Linked DNA regions of Mus musculus: region 1 is linked to region 2. The links are chromatin contacts, called in public promoter capture Hi-C maps. All regions are on one chromosome and are shown on one strand. The core of a region is the stretch at or near the end of the contact, and the rest is flanking DNA. Distances in the headings are between cores, read along the strand shown. Region 1 holds the start of Gltpd2 (glycolipid transfer protein domain containing 2). Region 2 has its middle 3.7 kb from the start of Gm32946.

What was found. Promoter capture Hi-C pulls out the DNA fragments that hold promoters and counts their contacts.
Region 1: a promoter capture Hi-C map of liver shows a contact between it and region 2, with 2.5 times the contacts expected there. The contact joins the promoter of Gltpd2 here to the enhancer-like site in region 2. A contact is called at or near these places in 9 of 39 promoter capture datasets (the 3T3-L1 cell line, cranial neural crest, embryonic stem cells and 5 more), 2 of 484 Hi-C or Micro-C datasets (cortical neurons and embryonic fibroblasts) and 1 of 115 datasets of contacts at active chromatin or transcription factors (embryonic basal ganglia).

The regions. Positions count from the first base shown.
Region 1 is chr11:70,516,517-70,523,689 of GRCm38.p6, forward strand. It overlaps Gltpd2 (glycolipid transfer protein domain containing 2), which reads left to right and starts at 2,693. Exons shown (of 3, transcript NM_146020.1): 1 at 2,693-2,962; 2 at 3,201-3,367; 3 at 3,455-4,220. The coding sequence starts at 2,702. The coding sequence ends at 3,992.
Region 2 is chr11:70,070,423-70,077,447 of GRCm38.p6, forward strand. No RefSeq gene overlaps it. Among named protein-coding and RNA genes, the nearest start is that of Gm32946, 3.7 kb to the right of the region's middle. Within about 2 kb of position 4,434, at least 39 of the 459 cell types and tissues checked have an H3K27ac peak or open chromatin away from gene starts, as enhancers often do. A contact at or near this core is called in liver, where this site is marked.

The sequences.
Region 1 (7,173 bases), core at 1,443-3,942, 440 kb after region 2:
AACGGTCTAGAATCTTTTCCCAGAATGCCTTTCCTTCTATGACCAGCAGATGGACCCCTAATTCACAAAACAAGAAAACAAAACTTGGCTGGATTTGTTAGGGGGCACCAGCCCTGATCTGCTGACCTCAGACACATTCCTCTGTTTTTTAACACATATTTATTGTAAGGCAATTTGATTTAAGAAATATTCTAAATTTCTGAAAATGACCAAGAAAAGTAAGGTGCTTGGCCAGGCCTAGCGGCTCAAGTCCATATGTGATCACAGTGGCTCAAATAGCTGAGTCGGAGGATAGAAAGTTCAAAACCAGCCTGGGATATAGGGCATGATAATGCACGCCTTTTAATCCCAGCACTCAGGAGGCAGAGGTAGGCAGATCTCTGTGAGTCTGAGACCAGCCAGATCTATGTGGTGAGTTTCAGGATAGTTGGGGATATGTCTCAACAAACAAGTAAGTAAATAAATAAAATGAACCAGGCCTATGTAAAGAGACTGTCTCAAACAAGTAAATTAATAAATTAATAAAACGAATCAACCTGAACAGTTTAAATCCTGTCTCAAAAATAAAAAAGGGGGGGGGGGGGCTGGTGAGATGGCTCAGTGGGTAAGAGCACCCGACTGCTCTTCCGAAGGTCCAGAGTTCAAATCCCAGCAACCACATGGTGGCTCACAACCATCTGTAACAAGATCTGACGCCCTCTTCTGGAGTGTCTGAAGACAGCTACAGTGTACTTACATATAATAAATAAATAAATCTTTAAAAAAAAAAATAAAAAATAAATAAAAAATAAAAAGGGGAAGGGAAAGGGGGGGGGTCGATGATGTCTACAACCCAGCACTAGAGGTGCTTCCCTGGCCCCCTTAAAAAGTCAGAAAGCCATGGATCCAGTCTTCAACGTACAGAGTGCCTGTTGTCACCAAAGCTCACATTCCAGTGAGGAAGCCAGAAGGTTCTCCTCTCTCCCCAGTGAAGCTTGAGCTGTGCACACACAGACACACAGACACACAGACACACAGACACACACACACACACACAGTACTGGGGACTGCACCTAGAGTCTTGCACATTCCAGGAAGACACTACCACTGAACTATATCCCTAACCCATTTTATACTTTAAAAAAAATTTTTTAAACGATTTTTAATGTTGTTCACAGAACAAGGCTTGATTTGATTTTTATTATTTTAAAAAGCTTAATGTTTACTTCGTTTTCTGACTCTGTATTTGTGCTGTCAACACTTACACACTGGTTTTCTGCTCCTCAATAAGGAAAGAATGCCAGATCCTGTCATGGGCATATTTAGCACAGGTGGGGTCACCCATTGTTGTTGTTGTTTTAGGCAGGTTCCCTAGGACTTTAGTTCTCAGAGCACAAACTCCTCAAAGTCTGCCTGGGCACGCACCATGTGTGGATTTGGGTGCTTTTCTAAGTTTCTTGGAATAAAGATTAACAGGGGTTCTGGATAGCCATTTCTTGTTAGAGTCTGTATTACAGGGAAACCTACAATGGTATGTCAGATGCTGGGCCTAAACATTATCACTAGAGTTGGAGTGTCCCTTTTTATAAAGCATGTTAAGACAGAGTCTAGATAAGTTATCCAGGCTGGCCTTGAACTTTTGATATTCCTATCTCAGCCTCCCAAATACCTAAGGTTACATGAAGACCTGAGCTACTGTGCCCAGCTATGAAAATACTTTTGTATTCTGGGGGTCTAGTGTAGGGCCTGCCATAGGAAAGTAATGACTGATTTAATGAATGAAACGCTAAAGTGAAGCTCAAAAAATTAAATTATAATGTCCAAGAATCACTGATGGAAGGCCCCAGACTCAAATAGTGTGCAAAGGCAAAGAGCGTCTATTCTGCAGAAATTACCAGCATGCAGGGGTCACAACAAAATGGCAATGACTTGAGGGGCTTGCAAGACATCCTTTTAGGCAGGTCTAGGGGAATTTCCCAGAAGGACTAGGTAACCTCTAATATGATTGGTAAGGGTCAAAGCAGTAACATTAGTACCATTTTCATTAGGTGCTAGGTTAGTTCTATTATAATTGGTGAGACCCTGAAGATTTTTGGAAGCCAGCTCAGTTCTGGCTTTGTTATCTTCTTCAGCCAGGAGTCTCACAAGCAGACTCAGCTACAGCCTTATCCTCCCTAACTCAGGCCATCATTGGCTAAAGGTTCTTTGTCAGTGGCTCCTTCAGAGAAGCCCAGTAAGCTTCCTGGGGAATTGAAATTTTTATTCCCAAGGTTTCCAGACCTCTCGGCAAGAATGTAAAAAAAAAAAAAAGAGAGAGAGAGAGCCTAAAGCCCCATCCTCGAGCCTTAACAAGTAAGACGTATTGGGCAACTGTGGTCAGCTTTCCACTTGGAATGCTTTCACATGCGTTATCAATTGATCCTCACATGAGATTTACAAAGGCCCATTATCTGCAGCTTACAGTGGATTCGTGTCCAGATTTAAGGAGAACCCACAAGACGCTGCCTCTTACGACAAGCTAGCCCCACAGGTAAAGGCAATGCAGAGACAGGTCACATATTATGTCCCCCAAATCGTCATTATGTCTCTCACCCTAGGATCTGACCTCTAGGGCAAAGGACACAAGGGAGGGGTCCTTAATAGATTAATTATTAACTCTCTGCACCTCTGGACACCACGGGAAGGGAAAGGCCACCAACTAGCTAGGTGAGGTGCACCAGCGATGGTCATGGGGGTCTCACTGTCCCCAGCCCTGGGACGCTGGTTCCGCCATGCAATTCCCTTCGCTATCTTAACGCTGTTACTTCTTTACATCAGTATATGGTTCTTCTATGAGTGGCCCTTCCCCTTACCAGCTCAGAGAACCCAGCAGTCCGGCCTGCGGGGACTCAAACTCCCTTCTCCTTCTCCAGTCCTCGGCTCCCTGCTTAGTTTCCCGGCAGGGGTGCAGTCCTGCAATCCAGAGAGACCGCTACCTTCCCAGGTATGTTTGAGTTTTAAGGCCAGAGTCTGGGGACTCTGCAACAAAGAAACAGGGGAACCAGACTGAGAATCGAATGAAAGGAGGCTCCTCCCTCTCTGTTCCCTCCCCCCTTCAGATGTCAAGAATAACCAGGAGGAACCCCAGCTAAACCTGAGGGACATTCTTCAGGGCCCAACAGTGGCTAAGTAGGCCTAGCAGGCTAGGAACTTTTCATGTATCTCTTATATCTATCTCCCAGACTGGCCCAGCGGCCAGACCCCTAGTGGTCCCAGAGAAGGAAGAGCTTCCCTGTCTAGGGCCTCATGGGGCGCTGGGTCGCATGGTGAGCCCCTTCCTGGCCTGTATGAGCCCTGAAGGGGATGTGGCGTTGTCTCAGTATCTGGCAGGATGGAGAGAACTACTTAGGTGAGTGGTCTCCCTTCCCCAAGCCCATCTTCCTCCAAATGATTCTGTGGTTTCGCAAGTCATCTCCCCACTTCCACCACCAAACAGGTTCCTAACTCCCCTTGGCACTGTCTTCGCCTTTGCCACCAGCGAGGCCTTCAACAAGGTGACCGACCTCGAGGCTCGTGTGCACGGCCCCAATGCTTCACACTACACATCGCTGATGACTATGATCACATGGGAGCGGGGAGCAGGATTGCTACAGCGCCCGGGAACCGAACCTGGGCATTCAGCCGGGTCCTCGGGCTCTCGAACGCTACTTTTGTTGCATCGCGCGCTGCGCTGGTCCCAGCTCTGCCTCCACAGGGTGGCGACAGGGACGCTTGGAGGTCCAGATGCGGGCACGCAGTGCGGGGAAGCCTACAGCACCGCCCTGGCCCCGCACCATCCATGGCTTATCCGTCAGGCCGCTCGCCTGGCGATCTTGGCCCTCCCGAGTCGCGGTCGCCTGCTCCAGCTGGCGTGTCCCGGAACAGGAGAGGCGGACGCGCGGGTTGCTCTGGCCCGGGCCGCCGGCGTCCTGGAGGATGTGTACAATCGTACCCAGGGCCTGCTGGCCGGCCACGGCCTGCTCCAGCTGGCTTGATGGCCGCGGCATCAAGAGACCGACCAGAAAGGCATTTCTGGGAAGGGATGTACATACTCAGGGTTACCGGCGGCCTGAGAGTAGCTAGCGGTCCTCTTTAGTGAAGTCACCACAGTTAAGGCCCACCCCCAGCAGGGCAGTCTCAGTGATGTGTGAGATCCTCTCATCTTCAGCCTCTGGAAGCTGGAAGAAGCAATGAAGAATAAAGAATGCTTTAGTAGCTGTCGACATCCGGCGTTATGTATGATAACTGGAGAGCTAGCTTAAGGGCTGGGGGAGGGTGTGGGAAGACCTGTTATCCCTGCTCTTTGCATCTGAAGGACTCATATTCCCCTGAGCTCATTTCAGCTGCTCCATGGCTTCAGTTGCCAGCGCTTACCAAGTCTCAGTCCAGATCTGCCCTCCACACAGCCAACGCAGCATGTCCCGCCTGAGTGCTACTTCCCTCCACCAAAAGTACATTTATTTCTGTGTTCTGTCTCCAACCTAAAGCCCGTGCACCATGCCTCTCACCAAACAGGCACTCCACAAAGGTCTCCTTGGTCACTTCCGTACTAGTGAATGTGAAAGACATAAAGCATTTCCTAGACTAACTTAGACTAACTCCCAAACGTACCTCAAATCTACTTTTTTTCTGAACTATATATTTCTATCCATCCAGCTGGATATTTGGCATTTCCATTTGGATGTCAACTAGGCATAGCACACCTATCAGCTTCAGACTGTTTCTAATGCTTTCTTCTAAAATAGTACTTTCATAGTCACGTTAGCTCAGTAAGGAATTCTTTTGTTTGTTTGTTTGTTTGTTTTTGTTTTTTTCGAGACAGGGTTTTTCTGTGTAGCCCTGGAACTCACTCTGTAGACCAGGCTGGCCGAGAACTCAGAGATCTGCCTGCCTCTGCCTCCCAAGTGCTGGGATTAAAGGCCTGTGCCATCACTGCCAGGCAGGAATTCAATTTTTCCAGGTTCTTAGATCCAAAATCTTGTTAACGTGACTTTCCCCATACCAACATTGAATCTATGAAAATCTGACTACTCCCCACATTTCCCAAGTTTCTTTGTCTAAATCAGCTTTATGTATCATCTGGACTATCTTTGCCTTTCTTACAGTTGTACGGTCACTAAACTATAAAAGGTCATTCTTTTGTTTGTTTGCTCAGTTCTTTGTTTTTGTTTTTGAGACCAGGTTTTTTGTTTGTTTGTTTGTTTGTTTGTTTTCCTTGCGTAGCCCTGGTATCCTGGAACTTGCTTTGCAGACCAGGTTGGTCTTGAACTCACAGAGATCTGCCTGCCTCTGCCTCCTGAGTGCTGAGATTAAAGGCATGTGCTACAACTGACCAGCAAAAGGTGATTCTTTAAAATGTCAGTATTGGGGGCTAGAGAAATGGCTTAGCCAGTAAAGTACTTGAGGTGAAAAACAGGGTTAGGATCCCTTATCACCTATATAAAAGCAGTGTGGGCACCTGATGTGGTGGCTCATGCCTTTAATCCCAGCACTCGAAGGCAGAAGCAGTCAGATCTCTGTGAGTCCCAGGCCAGTCAGAGTTATGTAGTGAGTCCTTGTCTGGAAAACAAAACAAACAAAAAGCAGGGTATGCATAGCAACCTACCAGCAAAAGGAAGGTAGAGGGAGGAGGATCAGGAGTTCAAAGCCAACCTGGGCGGGCTACGTAGCAACTTGGAGACTTCATGAGATCCTATCTTTAAAAAAAAAAAAAGGGGCTGGAGAGATGGCTCAGCGGTTAAAGAGCACTGACTGCTCTTCCGAAGGTCCTGAGTTCAAATCCCAGCAACCACATGATGGCTCATCGCCATCCATAATGAGATCTGATGCCCTCCTTTGGTGTGTCTGAAGACAGCTACAGTGTACTTACATATAATAATAAATAAAATAATGAATAAAATCTTTTTTTAAAAAATCAGGAAAGCCAAGCCTGGTTGTTTGTCATCTCAGGGATTTGTAATCTCAGCTCCTTGGGAGGCTCATACAACAGTTCCACAAGCAGTGCTTCCTGCTCAGGCTACAGATAAGGACGAGGCTAGCTTTTGAAACTTTGGGAGACCTTGCCTCAAAAAAAAAAAAAAACCAAACAAACAAAAAACAAAAACAAACAAGCAAACAAAAAAACAAACAAACAAACAAAAACAAGTCAAAAGAAGCCTGGGACATCCGTGAACAACAGAGTGAAGCCTGGGACATCCGTGAACGACAGAGTGAAGCCTGGGACATTGTGAACGACAGAGTGAAGCCTGGGACATCGTGAACGACAGAGTGCTTGCCTAACATTCCTGTACAAGGTTCTGGGTTTGAACCCAGCAACAAAAGCAAAACAAAACCAAAAATCTTGGAAAATAGTGTATCGATGCAAGGATTTGGGGGCGCTACTGTAGAAACACAACCAACCAGGTGGGGGGGGGATGAATAAATTTGACTTCACCCAAATTTTAAACTTGATTTTTTTTTTAAACATTTGGTTATTTATCGGGGGGAGGGGAGGGTGACTGTCTGAAGGTCAGAAGACAACTGGCAGGTGTTGGCTTTCTCTTCCACCTAAGGGACAAGCCCCTTCACTGGCCGAGCTCTTTACTTGCCCAAAGCTGAAAACTTTTCACTCTAATCCAATGGGAGAAAAATATCTGCAAATCATATAGCCGGGGCTAGAGAGATGGCTCAGCAGTTAAGAACACTGACTGCTGATGTGTTAGAATGGCGGGTCTCGTCTCCATGGCACACTAGGCCAGAGCAATTCCATGTGGAAGCGGTTTTATGGGAAGAGAGAGACAAAAGTATTGGCAGAGAGAGAAGAGAGGGAAAGAGGAGAAAAAAAAATGAGGACAGGACGGTCTCCTTATTTGTATGGAAAATGACTTAACACAAGTAAAAGTGGGAGGTGAGCCAAATGGATTCTGGGAATATGGTGGCAGTTGTCTTGGCAACGGGTCTGCAGGTCACAGGTCGCAGGTCGAGCTGTTGCCTCATAGGTTTGGAATGTCCTGATGCCAACAACTGCTCTTCCAGAGGTCCTGAGTTAAATTTCCAGAAATCATCTGTAATGAGATCTGGTGCCCTCTTCTGGTGTGTCTGAACACAGATGCAGTGTATATACATAAAATACATAAATCTTTTTTTTTTTTTTTTTTTTTTTTTTTTTGGAGACAGGGTTTTTCTGTGTAGCCCTGG
Region 2 (7,025 bases), core at 3,184-5,683:
GCTCTTGCAGAGACCCAAGTTCAATTCCCAGCACCCACATGGCAGCTCACAGTCATCTGTAACTCAGCTCCAGGGCATCTGATGCCCTTTTCTGAACTCTGAGGGTACCAGGCATGCATATGATGCACAGACACATATGCAGGCAAAACCCTAAAAGAATAAATAAATATTTATTTTATAATTTTTTTAAACTTCTCAAAAATGATGGTGATGTAAACACAGGAGCTGAGATGGGAGAGACATGTTGATGAGTCTCACTGAAGACACCCTGTGCTATTACCTTTGTTGGGCCTTACCGAAGCTCTGAAGGACCAAATGATGACATCCATTTTAAAGAAAAGAGGAAATTCACTTACTGAAGGTCTGTTGCCTATGGTTGTACACAAGCTGTTCCCTTAGCTGCAAAGGGAAGCACAGGTTCAACCATAGACGACACAGGTTCCTGGTGTTTCATGTACACTGCTTTAACCCTTACTGTGACCTTTCTGGGTAGACCAGATGGCTAGGATTTTATAGATGAGCAAACTGAACCTTGAAGAGATGGACTTGAACAAGGCTGTACCGTGGCAGGGACCACATGGGAGCGTTTCTTACCCTCTGCTCTGATGACAGCGTCTGAGAGGGGAAGTGAAATATGTTTTCCTGTTGCACACAGGATTGGACTCTCCTGCTTGGACAACTGTACAATTGTACAATTGAGTTTATATTTCTTTTTGATATCAAAGGTAATAGTTTTAGTGATTATTAACTCAGATAAGCAGGAAGCTCATTGCCCCAGTTCTTGGAAGACTGTAGAGATTTACATAGCTTAAAAAGGTCAGACCTGCCTCCAGATGCCCAGGAGAGAGAGATCTGGACGATCAGATCAGGTTGACAGTGGCTCCATTTTCTACTGTAAACAGGACCTGTTGGATGCGCGCGGCTGATCCTGGCATGCTGCTCTGCAGTCTCTGAAGTGTCTCAAGCTTAATGGAAAAAAGAATGGATATCTATCCCTCATTCCCTGTGGAGCTCTGTTCCCCAAGCACCAGATGCCTGGACTGTGGGAATGTCAACACTTAAAAGTTTCATGCAGTGTACATGAAACACCAGGTACCTGTGTCGTCTATGGTTGAACCTGTGCTTCCCTTTGCAGCTAAGGGAACAGCTTGTGTACAACCATAGGCAACAGACCTTCAGTAAGTGAATTTCCTCTTTTCTTTAAAATGGATGTCATCATTTGGTCCTTCAGAGCTTCGGTAAGGCCCAACAAAGGTAATAGCACAGGGTGTGTTCTTTCTCTCTCTCTCTCTCTCTTTCTTTCTTTCTTTCTTTCTTTCTTTCTTTCTTTCTTCCTTTCCCTTCCTTCCTTCCTTCCTTCCTTCCTTCCTTCCTTCCTTCCTTCCTTTCTCTCTCTCTCTCTCCCTTCCTTCCTTCCTCCCTCCCTCCCTCCCTCCCTTTTTTCTTTCTTTCTCTCTCTCTTTCTCTCTCTTTCTTTCTCCCTCTTTCTTTCTTTCTTTCTTTCTTTCTTTCTTTCTTTCTTTCTTTCTTTCTTTCTTTTTCTCTATCTTTTAAATTGACATAAAAGTTGTGCAGGTTTGTGGGGTGCTATGTAAATCAAGATACACGTATACATTGTGACTTTTAGGTGTTTTGATCAATGTGGATTGCTTAGAGTGTCTTATAGTCCTCGTAAATACCCTCGGCCAGTCGTGTCCTGCCATACCTACCCTTGGGCTCCTGAGGTAGAATTCATGTCCCTGATCATCTATGGTTCTCCAGTCCATTTTCTAAGTATCTACTTGGGCAACAGGCACATCCTGCCTGGCCTGTTCATGAGCCAGTCCAGATTTTAGCAAGGCCCAGGAGCCTATAGGCTGAATGTGCTCCTGAAAATCCTACACTGATGCTCTCTCTCCCTTCTTCTATTTTTTTTTTTTGTTGTTGTTTATTTGTTTTTTGAGACAGGGTTTCTCGTATAACCCGGGCTGTTCTGGAACTCACTCTGTAGAGCAGGATGGCCTCAAACTCAGAAATCCACCTCTCTCTGCCTCTGAAGTACTGGGATTAAAGGCGTGTGCCACCACTGCCCGGCTGATGCTCTCCCTTCACTATGATGGAATGGTGGGATTCAATGTTGGTGTCTTTGATTAGATTTAGATGAAGTCATGAGCGACTGGTCCCCATGATGGGATTGGGGCCTATGAGAAACTGTAAGAACACATACATCCACTCTTTCTGACCACCGTTGGATGTGATGTGGCCACCTGCAAGAGGGTTGCTGTTTGCAAACTAGAAAGAGCACCCTCACCAGATGCCGGACCTCCTGCTGAACTTCTTATTTTGACAGCTGACCTTCCCATATTTTGGAATTATAAGAAAGGAACGTTTGTCATTGAAAGCATTCATCTTAGAACTGAGATTAGTGTTACTATTTCAGTCATGATGTATTTCCCTTGAACCACTTAATTTTGAGGAATTCTCTTTTTTTTAAAAAATATTTTTTAAACTTATGTGAATACATGTGTGTCTCTGTGTGGATGTGCGCAGTTAGTGTAGATTTCCCCAAGCCAGAAGAGGATTCGATAGGACTGGACTCACAGCGGTTGTAAGTTCTTACCCCGAACTCCCACCTGGCTACTGGGAGCCTGGTCCTCTCCAAGAGCAGCAAGCACTCCTACCTGTCCTACCTGCTGAGCCTTCTCTCCAGTCCTGGACATGTCCTAATGACAACACATCTCCAAAAGATGGGGCTGGTCATGATGGCACATGCCTATCATTCTAGCCCTGGAGGCTGAGGCTGAGGCTGAGGCTGAGGCTGAGGCTGAGGCTGAGGCTGAGGCTGTGGCTGAGGTAGGACTGAGGAGTTCTAGACAACCTGGGCCATACAGGGATACCTTGCCCAAACAAAGAAACAAATGAACAAAAGCAAAACAAAATAAACCCCACAGGGTTTCTCTGTCCTGACTGGCTTCAAACTCACAACATCTACCTGCCTCTGGCTCACTAGTGCTGGGATTAAAGGCATGCATTACAAAACCTGGCTGGGATTTTGATTTCTTTGTTGAAGTTGTTGCTTGTCTAGAGAAGTGTGTTTAGTCATCAGCTCTGTACACGGGCCTATGAGGCAGGACAGCCTCAGACCAGCTTTTGTCAGAATAAGGACCTTTTGCCAGGTTACCTGCTGACTTCATCTAGGGAGGATATTAAATGTCAGTTTGGCTACACACACACACACACACACACACACACACACACACACACACACACACAAGCTTAATTTCCTGAAACCCAGCACCGCGTTTTATCTTTAAAAGCTAAGAACAAAAGCTATTGCTAGCAGGAGTTACAGGCAGGCTTGGTGGGTGAGATAGACCCCCACCTCCACCCTCTAGGGCGGATGGGATGCTGGAATCCGGTGGAAGCATGGATCACATTTAGCCAGACTCCCAGTCCAGGGACCACTGGGTTTACAGCAGGCTCCTGTAGCCTCCCAGACACCTCACTCCCACTCCCAATCCCCTTCGTGCCTGCCAGGCTGCGGCTGCAGACGAACTTTCACTACACTTTACTGGGCTTTGCAGGCAGGCAAGGAGCAGGATGAAAAGACTGAATGATTTTGGTGCTGGGATCCTTCCTCTCCATCCGCAGCAATGGACCCCATCTCCCCACAAAGGACAGGAGCGCAGTCTCAGCTGGTGGTTCTCAAATATGCTCTTTGGCCAATCAGAGCACCGCAAAGTCTGTTGCAGGCTGCGTCAAAAACATGCATGCCAGAAGCTTCATCTTCTACTAGGTTGAAGAGATGCTTGTAGCAGACTTGAGTGTTGAGGATCCACAGAGGCAGTTGGTTAAAGGAGCTGGCTGAGAAGATACACCTGGGGTGAGACGCTGAGAGAAACTACTGCAGGAGATTCTACTACCCACTCAGTGCGTGGCAGTGATGCCCGGGGAGTGGGATTTTGTTCTGCGTGGGAAGACCCCACCCCGGAGCAGAGCTCTGGGTAGGTGCTCTTGTTTACCTCCAACCCTGCAGTTCTCACTCAACGGCAAGAAAGGATGTGAACTGTTAGAGATAGGTAAGACCCAAGACGGCCGGCCTTTGGCCAGTGAACTTAGAACACAGTCGTCCTGGCTCTGGATCTGGTTCAGCATATCTGGATTGGAACCAGAAAACTGGTATCTTCTGAGGCCACGCCTCCTTGACCTCACCGCAAGCAGTTTTCCCTGGTCACTCTAAGAGTGACCACTATTGAAAGGAGCTGGGGGTGGGGTGTGTGTGTGTGTGTGTAAGTGGTCAACTTAGTCTTAGGAGTTTAATTATGGATTTTTAAAAAGAAGCTGTAAGAACTAACGGTCTAACATTTCACTTTAGTATTTAGGAAAGAGGCATAAATAGTATTGCGAAATGTTGCTTAAGGGCACCTGAAACTGGAGCTGTACCACACGGTGGCGCTGCTATCCTGAGTGTAGGCTGGGCCACTTCCTAATCTCCATGTGGCTAACAGTCTCCCCGCCGCTGGTATTCCTGACTTATTACTTACTAAGACCTATTTTCCATCTTGGCTGTCCCGGACCCAGACCTGCCGTGCTCCTGGGCCACGATCCCCAACTCTTACGTGATGGTTATGCTCTTTCTTCTGCACCTCTTAGGCCTTGTCTTTGCTCCTTTCCCAGAGTGATGGCTCTCTCCCTCCTCCCTCGGTCCCTTGCCTGGGAATTCTAAAGTCCTCCTTCTGTCTCCCTGCCCAGCCAGTGGCCACCGGCAACTTTATTTACCAATCAAAACCAATTGGGGGCAGGGTCCCTCACTATCTTATGTGCAGATTCCCATGTAATTTTGGGCACCCAATAAACACAATACAAGAGTTAGACCAAATCCACAACACTACCCAGCTGCAAACCTGTGACCCACAACAGTTGGCACATGGGTGAGATATATATAAAAATGCAATAAGTGGCATTTGCATGTTGGTGGAGTTGACATTCACTCGACAGAGGGCAACCATGCCTCGTACTGGAACTAGCTTCCCGGAACTAGCAAGGTCATAGAGCTGAGAAGAGAACGTATTACTACCACCATTGTTTTTATTTTTCAGAGACTACTTTTAATATGGGTTCTTAAACACTTTATCCTCCCTTCTAGGCTACCGCCCAGCAGAGGCAGTGGGAAAGAGAGGTTATTAGGATACGGGGAAGTCAACCTGTTTAGAAAATCAACAGTCCAGTTCACAGGTCAACATCGGCAGCTAGATACACTCGAAAACACTTCACAGATATACAGTCAGTCAGTTCAGGAGTGTTGGAATAGCAAACACAAATCAGCAGCTGTGGCATGACCTAGCAGATATAGCCAGGCCTCCGCTGACTCAGCATGAGTCAGCAGGGACACCAGGAGTTCTTTGCTGTGTCTCTCTCAACAAAGTGAAGATCTGTGAAGATACTACAAGCATTGCAAAGCTAGCTGTGCAAGCCCCCATCACTCTCCGTCGAGTCCTATTTATACTCTCTCCAAACATCATGTGTCCTCCATGGATCTTGCCTCATCACATGTCTTGCCTCAGCATGTGAGTCTGTCTTAACAAAACTCCACGTGAGTCTGGACCGGCTGACATCACTCTGCCAATCGACCCGAGTCCGGGGAAGTGGCAAGAAGCCGCCAGCACACCACCAGAGGTTTTTGGTGTGTTTCTCTCTATGGATTCATGGCAAGCAGAGCTCATCATTGCCATGTAAGGTGAACCAATACATGCCTGTCATTAGTGAAGCATCCTTCATCACGCATCCTTTCATGTGCAAAGGATGAAAAACATCCTTTCCCCTGTGTCTGCTTCAGAAAAACAGTCCTTCATGTGTTTGCCTCAGCAAAACAACAACCAACACAACTGACTTTCCAAAGAAACTGTAAGTTTCCACTTCATACCACTTTGCTAGACAAGCATAACTTCTTCCATCATTCTAAATCTTATCCTGTAGGTATCACACCTGTCAAAGGAGCCTCTCCTGGCAGCGAATGGAGACCACCACAGAAGACCACAACTGGACACAATGCAGAGACCAATAGATTGTAGGAGGCCCAGCCATGATGGAATATATCTACATCACAGCTCCTGCACCTATCTATGGCTTAGGGAACATTGTGGAAAAGGGGGCAAAGGGTTGTAAGATGCAGGATACAGAAAGTGAAACAGTCTTTTGTAGGCATGGCTGTGTAAACAAGGCCAGAGCAATGATGATATTGATGGATAGGTTAACATGGAAGGGGGAAGTTTTCATGGAGGCCCACCCCTAGACGACCTACAGGAAACTAATGACTGCTGGGAGAGAGACAATTGGCTTCTCTTAGGGATGAGCCTTTTATTGTTTGTCTAGTTCAGAGTGATCAACCTTGAGCCATATATACACCACCAAAACAAATGGACTCAGCAGGTTGTATTAAAATACATTTGTGCATACACATATACATATATGGCAATAATAAAGGAAAACAGGTTATACATTATCAACTTCAGAGGGGGGGAGGTGCATGGAAGGGCTAGAGGAAGGTGCTGGAGGCAGGAAAGAAAGTGATACGATTCTATTTCAGTTTAAAAAATACATTTAGCTGGGGCTGGAGAGATGGCTCACTGGTTAAGAGCACTGACTGCTCTGCCAACAGTTCTGAGTTCAAATCCCAGCAACCACATGGTGGCTCACAACCATCTATAATAAGATCTGATGCCCTCTTCTGGTGTGTCTGAAGATAGCTACAGTGTACTTACATATAATAAATAAATAAATAAATCTTAAAAAAAATACATTTAGCCCGGCTTGGTGGCGTATACCTTTAATCCCAGCATTCAGGAGGCAGAGGCAATTGGATCTTTAAGTTTCAGGCCAACCTGATCTACAGAGCAAGTTCCAGGACATCTAAGGCTTCACACAGAATCCTTGTCTTAGAAAAAAAATATTTTTAAAACCTGATTATGAACCATGGCTGGAGAGATGGCTTAGTGGTTAGGTGCACTGGTTGCTCTTCTAGAGGACTCAGGTTCAATTTTGTCTCT